3 separate regions of the Mus musculus genome follow, and all the other regions are linked to region 1. The links are chromatin contacts, called in public Hi-C maps. All regions are on one chromosome and are shown on one strand. Each heading gives the region's core, a stretch centred on a gene start, on an enhancer-like site or on the middle of the called end of the contact. The rest is flanking DNA. Distances are from core to core; before and after follow the strand shown.

Region 1 (2,609 bases), core at 65-2,564:
AGTGTATGTCCCGAGTGAGATTGTATAGGCTCATACACACAGAATTCTGGCATTTTCTGCAGCCTGTCTCTTTTCAGACTGGGCATGGGGAGCACTCTGAAATAGACAGGAAAGAGGGAAGAGACAGGCAGGGAAGTGATACATTTGTTAGCCACGTAATGATTGAAAACCAAACCAAACCAAACCAACCACCCCGCCCCCCGGTCCCACAAACGCTGTAGAAATGGCTCCTCAGATCTCCAGCTTCAATATGGATTTATTTTTATTACATAAATACATCACTGTGGTATTGTATTTTAAAGAAATAGCGCCCTGCGCCAGGGCAGCAAAAGTTGCTGGACGCTGTGCCCGGTGGGGCCGCCACTGTGGCTCTTGGCCTTCCCTGAGGCCTGGATCCCCGTCTACCGTGCCACCTGCCCTGCCACCTCAACATTCTTTCTAAGATGCCAAGTTTCTGCGGCTCCTGGAGCACCACTCTCCTTTGTTCTGAGGACTCTCTCCACGAGGAGGCCAACTGCGTCTTTACAAAGAAACTAAGGGGCAGGATCTGAACCTATGTGGGAACGCAGGGGCCCCCCCAGCAGGTGGCCGCGCATGCGCTGAGGCAGAAGCCAGGGAAAGTTTGTGCTTTTTGCTGTGATTACTGTCCCCCAAGCCTCTGCTCACTGAGGGGTTCTGAGCTCACACACCCCCCCCTGCTTCCCCGGCACACTCCGGTTTCTTAGCTCCTGCAATTAGATCCCGACTAAGGCAGGCACACCCCACGTTATTCACTGGGGGAGCTCTGAGAAGATCACTTCAGGAGTCTGAGCTGTCCCTAAGGGACTCATTTCACAGAGACCAGCCTCCCCCCACCCCCCAATGCCCAGGAATCCACTCTTCACTTTTTCTTTTTCTTTCTTTCTTTCTTTTTTCTTTTCTTTTCTTTTTTTGGGGGGGGGACCAACTCTTCCTTTTCCCTGAAGGTGGCAGTAAAGGAAAAAAATGAGCCTCTTTGAAGAGTTGGGAATTTTATTACAAAACAGATGGCGAACTGGGCATCCCCGTTGTCCCCCCCCCCCATGTGCCCGAAAGCCTTGGTAAAGGAAGCTATAGCCCCTCAGAGTGGTGTTCGCAGGATTGCTCCCCTCGCATAGTGGCAGCGTGGTAAGTCAGCCCAGAGCTGATGACCACGGGCTCAGCCGGCCTCCTCGTGCCCCCCTTAGTCCCTTACCAGGATAATTGAGGACCATAATGCGGGGGGAAGAGCGCAGAGGCTCCCGCGGGCTGTCAGGTATCTGCTAGTGTCTTCATGTCATCCGTCAGCATTGAGCCTCTCTGTCATCTCTTCTCAGCCTTCAGCGCCGTGAGCCCTCACCACGTTCATTATCTCGGCTCAGGCCGGCCCTCCCCCCGGCTCCCCCCACCGGGTAAATGCATCTTTGTGCAACTCTCAGTCTCCGATTATGAATCGATGATCATGTGGTATAAGAGAGATAGATGGCTTTTAGTCGCATCTTGGCTTCCCTAATTGTAAAATATTAGTTACATTACACTGTGTCTTTTGATTAATGGAACTTATTTGGAGTAGCCTATCCGAACCCTCCCCCTTCCACAGCCCTCCACTGACTTTTGAGAATTGAGTGATCTCACTTAAAGCAGACAAATAGGCCCTTCAGTGAGGAGACAGCGGCGCTGCGATACTGAGGGCCAGACAGGCTCTGCAGACAAAGTCCTGTGTTCCCGAGAAAGGCTTCAGCCTCGCTAACGCCAGCCTCACACCTCTGATCCGCCCTGGACAGCGAGTTTCTCCTTCTGTGTCATTTCCCCCTCTTGGCAAACAAAACCCATCTTGCTGACTTGCAAAACAGGATGTGAAACAAAATTTAATTAAAATTAAATAAATCGCAGATTGCCGAATCGCCACGTCCAGCTTTCAAGGAGACAGTCAAATCTGAACTTTGATGGATTTCAGTCCTGGCTATGCCAGGGGGCTCCCTTCTTCCTGGATGGCATGTGGCTTCAAATCAGCCTCGTGTCCATCACATTAGACATGGGAAGATGTTTGTTCTTTAACTGGGAATTTAGTTTGCACAATTTATTTAAATATGATCTGTTGATAAAGCCTTTGCCACATAAAAGGGAAAATAGTGGCTATATCTGTTTATTAGTTGCTTGCTCTTAGCCACCAGGCTTTGGGGTGATAGATCCCTCATAAATAACCTATTCTTTAGTAGAAATCCAAGGCCATATTCACTTCAACTTATCAGCTCAATTCAAAAGGTCTATTTCTTGTCAATGGGTGCAATGTCTATATCTTGGGAATCAGGAAGGCTTCGCAAACGCCTAAAAGACGCCACAGATCGGAACTCCAGCATGCATTCTGGTGGGGCATTTTGAGGACACATGCTATATAGAATGCATGCAAGTATTCATATCTATTCTTAGTTTTACAGGAGCTGCTTTGTATTTTATTCTGACCTTTGGGTTTTTCTTTTTTTTACTTTTATTCATATATATACATATATATATTTTTTTTCAGACACTGACACTTCTTGTGTTTCCTGGGGACATGCTATTTCATTTAACAGACTTGTAGCAAAAGATTGATTTTATTATGTGTATAGAAA
Region 2 (2,609 bases), core at 64-2,563, 450 kb after region 1:
AAGCAAGCAGCTTTGCATTAGTACGCCTTTCTGCCATGAGCCTCAGCCTTGTCTCTAAATGTGAGTCCTTTAAGTTGCTTCCTATGGATATCGGTTGCAGCAATGAAAAAATGTCTAATAGCCACTGGAGTTAAGGTTTTGTTTTGGTTTTGGGTTTGGGTTTTTTACCTGTGCAGGAGATAGTATCCAGTATCACTGACCCCTAATTAACACCCCAAACCCAGGATTGGATTCACCAATAGAACCGAGGATCAAAATTTCAACACATAAGTACTCAGAATAGACTAGGCGAGGTGCTTAACGCATGACAGCAACTTAGAGGGAGCGTCAGAAAACAGCAAGTCCTGACTCATGCTGACTCTTTCCTAACTCATTTTGTAGAACTTTGTGCCCCATTGCTGACTGGACTGTGTTCAAGGGACTAATCCCGGCCCTCAGAGACATTTTGGACATCTTCTTTCCCATACACAATTCCATAGGATTCAAATCTTTATACCATCTCTGGACAGCTGATACTTCCAAAATCTCTCTCCCTTCATCAGCACAGAAGCATCCTACTGTAGAGTCTACCTTTTTTTTTCTGGGAAAATGTGTGTTGGCCTCTCACGAGAACTGGGGAACCAGCAGGGTGACACATGACACTCATCCTAGTACTCAGAACACTGCAGAGAGGCATCGCAAGTTCAAGGGAACCTGAGCTACTCCGTGAGTTTGAAGCCAGCCTGAGATACATAGTCCTAGTTTCCGATAGATAGATAGATAGATAGATAGATAGATAGATAGATAGATAGATAGATAGATAGATAGATATTATAGATAGATAGGTATTACACACAGAGAGAGAAGATAGATAGTCTAGATGTAACTCAAGCTTAGGTAATAGAACACAGTATCCCATGTACAAAGCTCGAATCTCATTCCAATCAAGACAGAGGATGCAGCATGGAGGAAAAGCCAAGAAAGGAGAGGTTTATAGGGCTGAGTCCTCACCAGACAGTAGATTCTGCATAGGCCCCTAAGCAGATCCCAGCCACAGAGACCAGTGGGACACAGTGGGGAAAACTTTGCCATCTCTTTCAGCCAACATACAGGGTCTGTCTGAGAATGGGACAGTGGATTCACCCACTCCTCCAGCAGCCAGAGTACGTGGGAATGGACAGAAGATCCAGCTAGGTGGGAGGGAGACAGACATCTCGTGCCTGCCACCAGCCCACCCAAGCAGGTCCCAGCTTCCCTGCCTGTAATAACAGCCCCCACAACACAAGAGCAGCAGCTAGCAACATGCGGTTCTGGCACTCAGGCAGAGTGGATTACCAGGGCCTTTCGAGGCAGGGGAAGGGAAGAGAAGGAGCGAGAGACAGGAGACCACACAGGGAGACCGTGCACAGAGCCCGCCGCAGCCATCTGCCACGACTTCACATGCCGCTCCAGAAACTGACAGACACCGCTTTAGCAAAGCCCAGCCCGTCAGATGAGTCAATCAATCAAAAAAATTCTTATGAAACTTAATCATAGAGGGTCGTGTTAGGGAGTGGGGAACAGATTAAATTACCACGGTATTAGATACGGGAAATGATTTCTGTCAAAACCATCTTTACTGCAATTATAATATGTTAATTATGTATTTCATTAAGTAAGTGGATTAGAGTCTGCACAGATGAAATCACGTGGAGGCTTTGAGTCATTTGCTGAGCGTGGTGGGAGGACTCCTGTGAACGGAACCCGGTTAATTTGGAAAACTTTCACAAGCAAAACATGATTCCTTTCCAGCTTTAGTGGTCCTTTCAACATCCCTATGAAGTAGCTACATGGCTCTGGACAGGACTCCTTCTACATTGCTCCATGGACCTCTGAGTGGGCAGAGTGATGCTCATAGCCTTAGAAGATATGGACACCTATAATACCTTGCTTGTCTATTGACAGCATCCTTAAATCCTTGTGTTGACTGCTGCTGATGGGCAATTGATGCTTCAGGGAATAATCACCGTGGCTAAGCCAGTGCCTGGCATCCATTCGTATCTGTGGGCATCCAGGTATGTGCCTCCCTTTCCCATTCAACCACCATCTATGAGGAAGGGAGCTTTCATGAGATTTCACTGTAATATACCACCAGACAAGATGGTTTACACTCCATTGGGCAGACACACCAGATGTGTTCTAACATATTTGAAGCCAACTCATTTAGTCCTCTTTTCCACTGGGTCCTCCTGGGATGCTTAGGCCATACAGATGGGCAGGATATTTGTTTTAAACTTTTATTATGTTTTACTGCATGTGTGTGTGTGTGTGTGTGTGTGTGTGTGTGTGTGTGTGTGTGTGTGCGTGTGTGAGTGCATGTGTGTGTATATAATATACATATACATATCTCACAGGACAATTCACAGGAGTCGATTCCTTCTGCTGCATGAGTCCTGAGGATCGAACTCAAGTCATCAAGCTTGGTGGCAAGCTCCTTCACCCATGGAGCCATCTCACTGACCTAATTCTTCTACTTTGTTGTCTGCTTTCTAGGAACCATGGCTTCCATGTCTGCATCACACAAATGGCTGAAGGTGCAATTTTACTGCTGAAGTTCCCTTGAGAAAGCGTGTTGATATCATCTCTCCACA
Region 3 (2,609 bases), core at 38-2,537, 370 kb after region 1:
GGTGGGTATGGAATACGGTGTATGTGTGTTTGAATAGAAAGATGGGGTGGTGGTGGTGCATGTATGTATGTATGTATGGATATGTGTATGTACATGGACTGATGAATGAGTGTTTAGATGGATGGGTGTGTGTGTGTGTGTGTGTGTGTGTGTCTGTAGTTGGATGATAAGTGTATAGATGAGTTTGGATGCATGCATGCATGCGTATGTAGATTGGTGGATAGATAATGTGTTTGGATAAATAAGTGGAGGGCTAAATCCATGGACCACCCAAATTCAACCAGCAAGCCAGCCCTCTGGCATGCTGCACTCTCCTGGAAAATAGGAGGGAACTCTTGAACTAATGATGGCCCATGTATTTTAACCAGTTTATGGCCTGGCACCCTTGAGCATCTATAATCCAGTGCGGTGGCTGCCAGCAGAGAATCCACCAGGGCTCATTTGCCAAGCTACAATGGATCCTGGGAGCTGACCTCGTAGGAGAGAAGTCAATGACAGGGCCTGTCCATGAGTCACTGTCCTTCGACACTGTCTGGCCAGTTTTTCTTTAGAAATCAGCTACTAGAAGAAATGAAAGTTGTGCTCGCAGGCTCCCCCCACCCACCCCACCCCGAGTTGGTGACAAAAAGAAACATCATCAGAACTCCAAAACTGGTTTTCTAGAAATACTTTCTTGAAACCCAGAGTGGACGGTCTTCTAGTCAGGTTTGGTACCTAGTTCCCATCACTTCTCAGGATATCAGATTGGAAATGGCCTTTATCACTGTGGGATGTTTAGAGATGAAAAAATTCATGTACTGCTGCTTTCAAAGCACCTTACTTATTTGATGCTTACTGACCCCTGACCGAGACTCCTACACACTTTCCTTCCCAGACAGAACAAAGAATCCTGGAATCTCTGAACTACAATGACCAGTACCCAACTCATTGTTGGTGCTGGATTGCAAAAATGTGCATGCTATCCTTGCCCTGGCCTAGGGGCAAAGCCTTTGCTTAAATTCTGGGAATGGAGGAGAAGAATTCCCTCCTGCCCTGAACTAAGCAAGCAGCTGTCACACTTCTGTTGGAAGGTTGCTAAAGGAAGTCTTCACAAGCCAGAGAGGAAAGGAGGGACCTCGGAGAGCCCTGAGAACTTCCCTCTGTGTCCTGTATATGCCCCACACTCCAGTTCCACAGTGTGTGTCCCAGAATGCATTGCAGTCTCCATAGCTTCACCCCTTTGCCTAGTTGCCTGTGCCTGAAATACCCCCTTTTCCCCCTGTCCAAACCCTCGGTCCACGGAGCTCTTCATCACTTCCAACACTAGAGGTCATCTGTCCCTTCTCTAGGGGTGGGATAGTAACTAAACACTCCCGGCTCCTCACCAGCTCAGCCTCTTCTTCCAGGGTTTTGTTTTTGGCATTTGTTTGATTGTTTGGTTGATTGGTTTTGTTCATTTTTGCTTTTTTTTGTTTGTCGTGTTTGTTTTTGTTTGTTTCTGGGAAGGGACAGAGCATGCCATCCTGGCAGGTCAGCGGGGCGGGGCGGGGCGGGGCGGGCGGTGGGGGCGGGGCGTTGTTCTTCAGCATGTATTGAGCACTTGCGGTATGCAACTTGATGTTCTGAGTATACAAGGGTTTACTCAGAAAAAAGGTCTCTTCAGGATGACTGCATGGATGTGTGTGAGACTTGTCACCACACATGGCTCTGTAATTACAGTGACATCTCGCTGGTAAAAGCTCTGATTTTACTGTCTTAAAACTCTTAATAATTTTAAACATCAGAGTCTATATTTTTACCTTGTAAAAATCATCAAATAAACTTAGTATCTTTTATCTTTTCATTAAAAATATTTATTAGTATTATTAGTATTAAGATCTTAAATTCCAGGACCAGCGAAGATGGTGACAGAATCAGTTCCATAAGTGAAATAAGCTGCGTGTACGGTCAGGTGACTGGGAAAGGGCCCAGGCTTTTGTTATTATCTGGAGGTGTGAGCTGCTGGACGCGCTGCCCTTCCCTTCCTGGAAAATGAAGAGGTCTGGAAGTAGGGATCCTGTTAGCCCTCCCAAGCCAGCAGGAGAGGAAGGAATAACCTAAGACGGGCACTGGTCTAGCCACCTCTTGTAGGCTGCGCCCCAGATTCATCATGCTTAAGGTCCTTTATCCTTCCTGTTTCCCACTCATGCCTCACAAGTGACTCTAGAAAAGGCCTCTAGGTGAACTTCAGACAATCGCCACCAGGGAGCGTCTCAGCTGCTGGGGACAGCATTAGGGTCTTTTTCCTTTCTGTCTCTGTCTGTCTCTGTCTCTGTCTGTCTCTGTCTCTCTCTCCTCTCTCCCTCCCCCTTCCCTCCCTTCCTCCTTTCCATCCTCCCTTCCTCTCTCCCTCCCATCCTTCCTTCCTTCCTCCCTCCCTCCTTTTTTCCTTTTTTTTTTTTTTTTTTTTGAGATGGGGTTAAAGGGTAGGCCCTGACTAGGCATATAGCAGGCTGGCCTCAGACATACAGAGATCCATCGGCCTTGGTTGCCTCTCAAGTGGATCTGCTACCATGCCCAGCTGGTCTTGGAAGCTTTGGTGTAGATGCTATGGTCTCGATGGCCTGAGGACTGGGGACAAGGCACCCTGT

What was found. A called contact is a pair of places that touch in the nucleus more often than the background predicts.
Region 2: a contact with region 1 is called in a Hi-C map of cerebellum, with 3 times the contacts expected there. The contact joins two enhancer-like sites. A contact is called at or near these places in 2 of 484 Hi-C or Micro-C datasets (cerebellum and nephron progenitors), 3 of 115 datasets of contacts at active chromatin or transcription factors (embryonic basal ganglia, embryonic hindbrain and neural tube) and 1 of 9 other capture datasets (embryonic stem cells).
Region 3: a Hi-C map of muscle stem cells shows a contact between it and region 1, with 4 times the contacts expected there. The contact joins two enhancer-like sites. A contact is called at or near these places in 1 of 15 datasets of contacts at CTCF or cohesin (embryonic stem cells), 40 of 484 Hi-C or Micro-C datasets (the C2C12 cell line, cardiomyocytes, cerebellar granule neurons and 16 more) and 12 of 115 datasets of contacts at active chromatin or transcription factors (SST interneurons, astrocytes, craniofacial prominence and 9 more).

What each region holds. Positions count from the first base shown.
Region 1 is chr7:37,341,891-37,344,499 of GRCm38.p6, reverse strand. It overlaps a transcript of Zfp536 not described here. Among named protein-coding and RNA genes, the nearest start is that of Gm30483, 15 kb to the right of the region's middle. Within about 2 kb of position 1,314, at least 28 of the 459 cell types and tissues checked have an H3K27ac peak or open chromatin away from gene starts, as enhancers often do. A contact at or near this core is called in cerebellum and muscle stem cells, where this site is marked.
Region 2 is chr7:36,891,890-36,894,498 of GRCm38.p6, reverse strand. No RefSeq gene overlaps it. Among named protein-coding and RNA genes, the nearest start is that of Gm36656, 21 kb to the left of the region's middle. Within about 2 kb of position 1,313, at least 13 of the 459 cell types and tissues checked have an H3K27ac peak or open chromatin away from gene starts, as enhancers often do. A contact at or near this core is called in cerebellum, where this site is marked.
Region 3 is chr7:36,974,374-36,976,982 of GRCm38.p6, reverse strand. No RefSeq gene overlaps it. Among named protein-coding and RNA genes, the nearest start is that of Gm36464, 32 kb to the right of the region's middle. Within about 2 kb of position 1,287, at least 11 of the 459 cell types and tissues checked have an H3K27ac peak or open chromatin away from gene starts, as enhancers often do. A contact at or near this core is called in muscle stem cells, where this site is marked.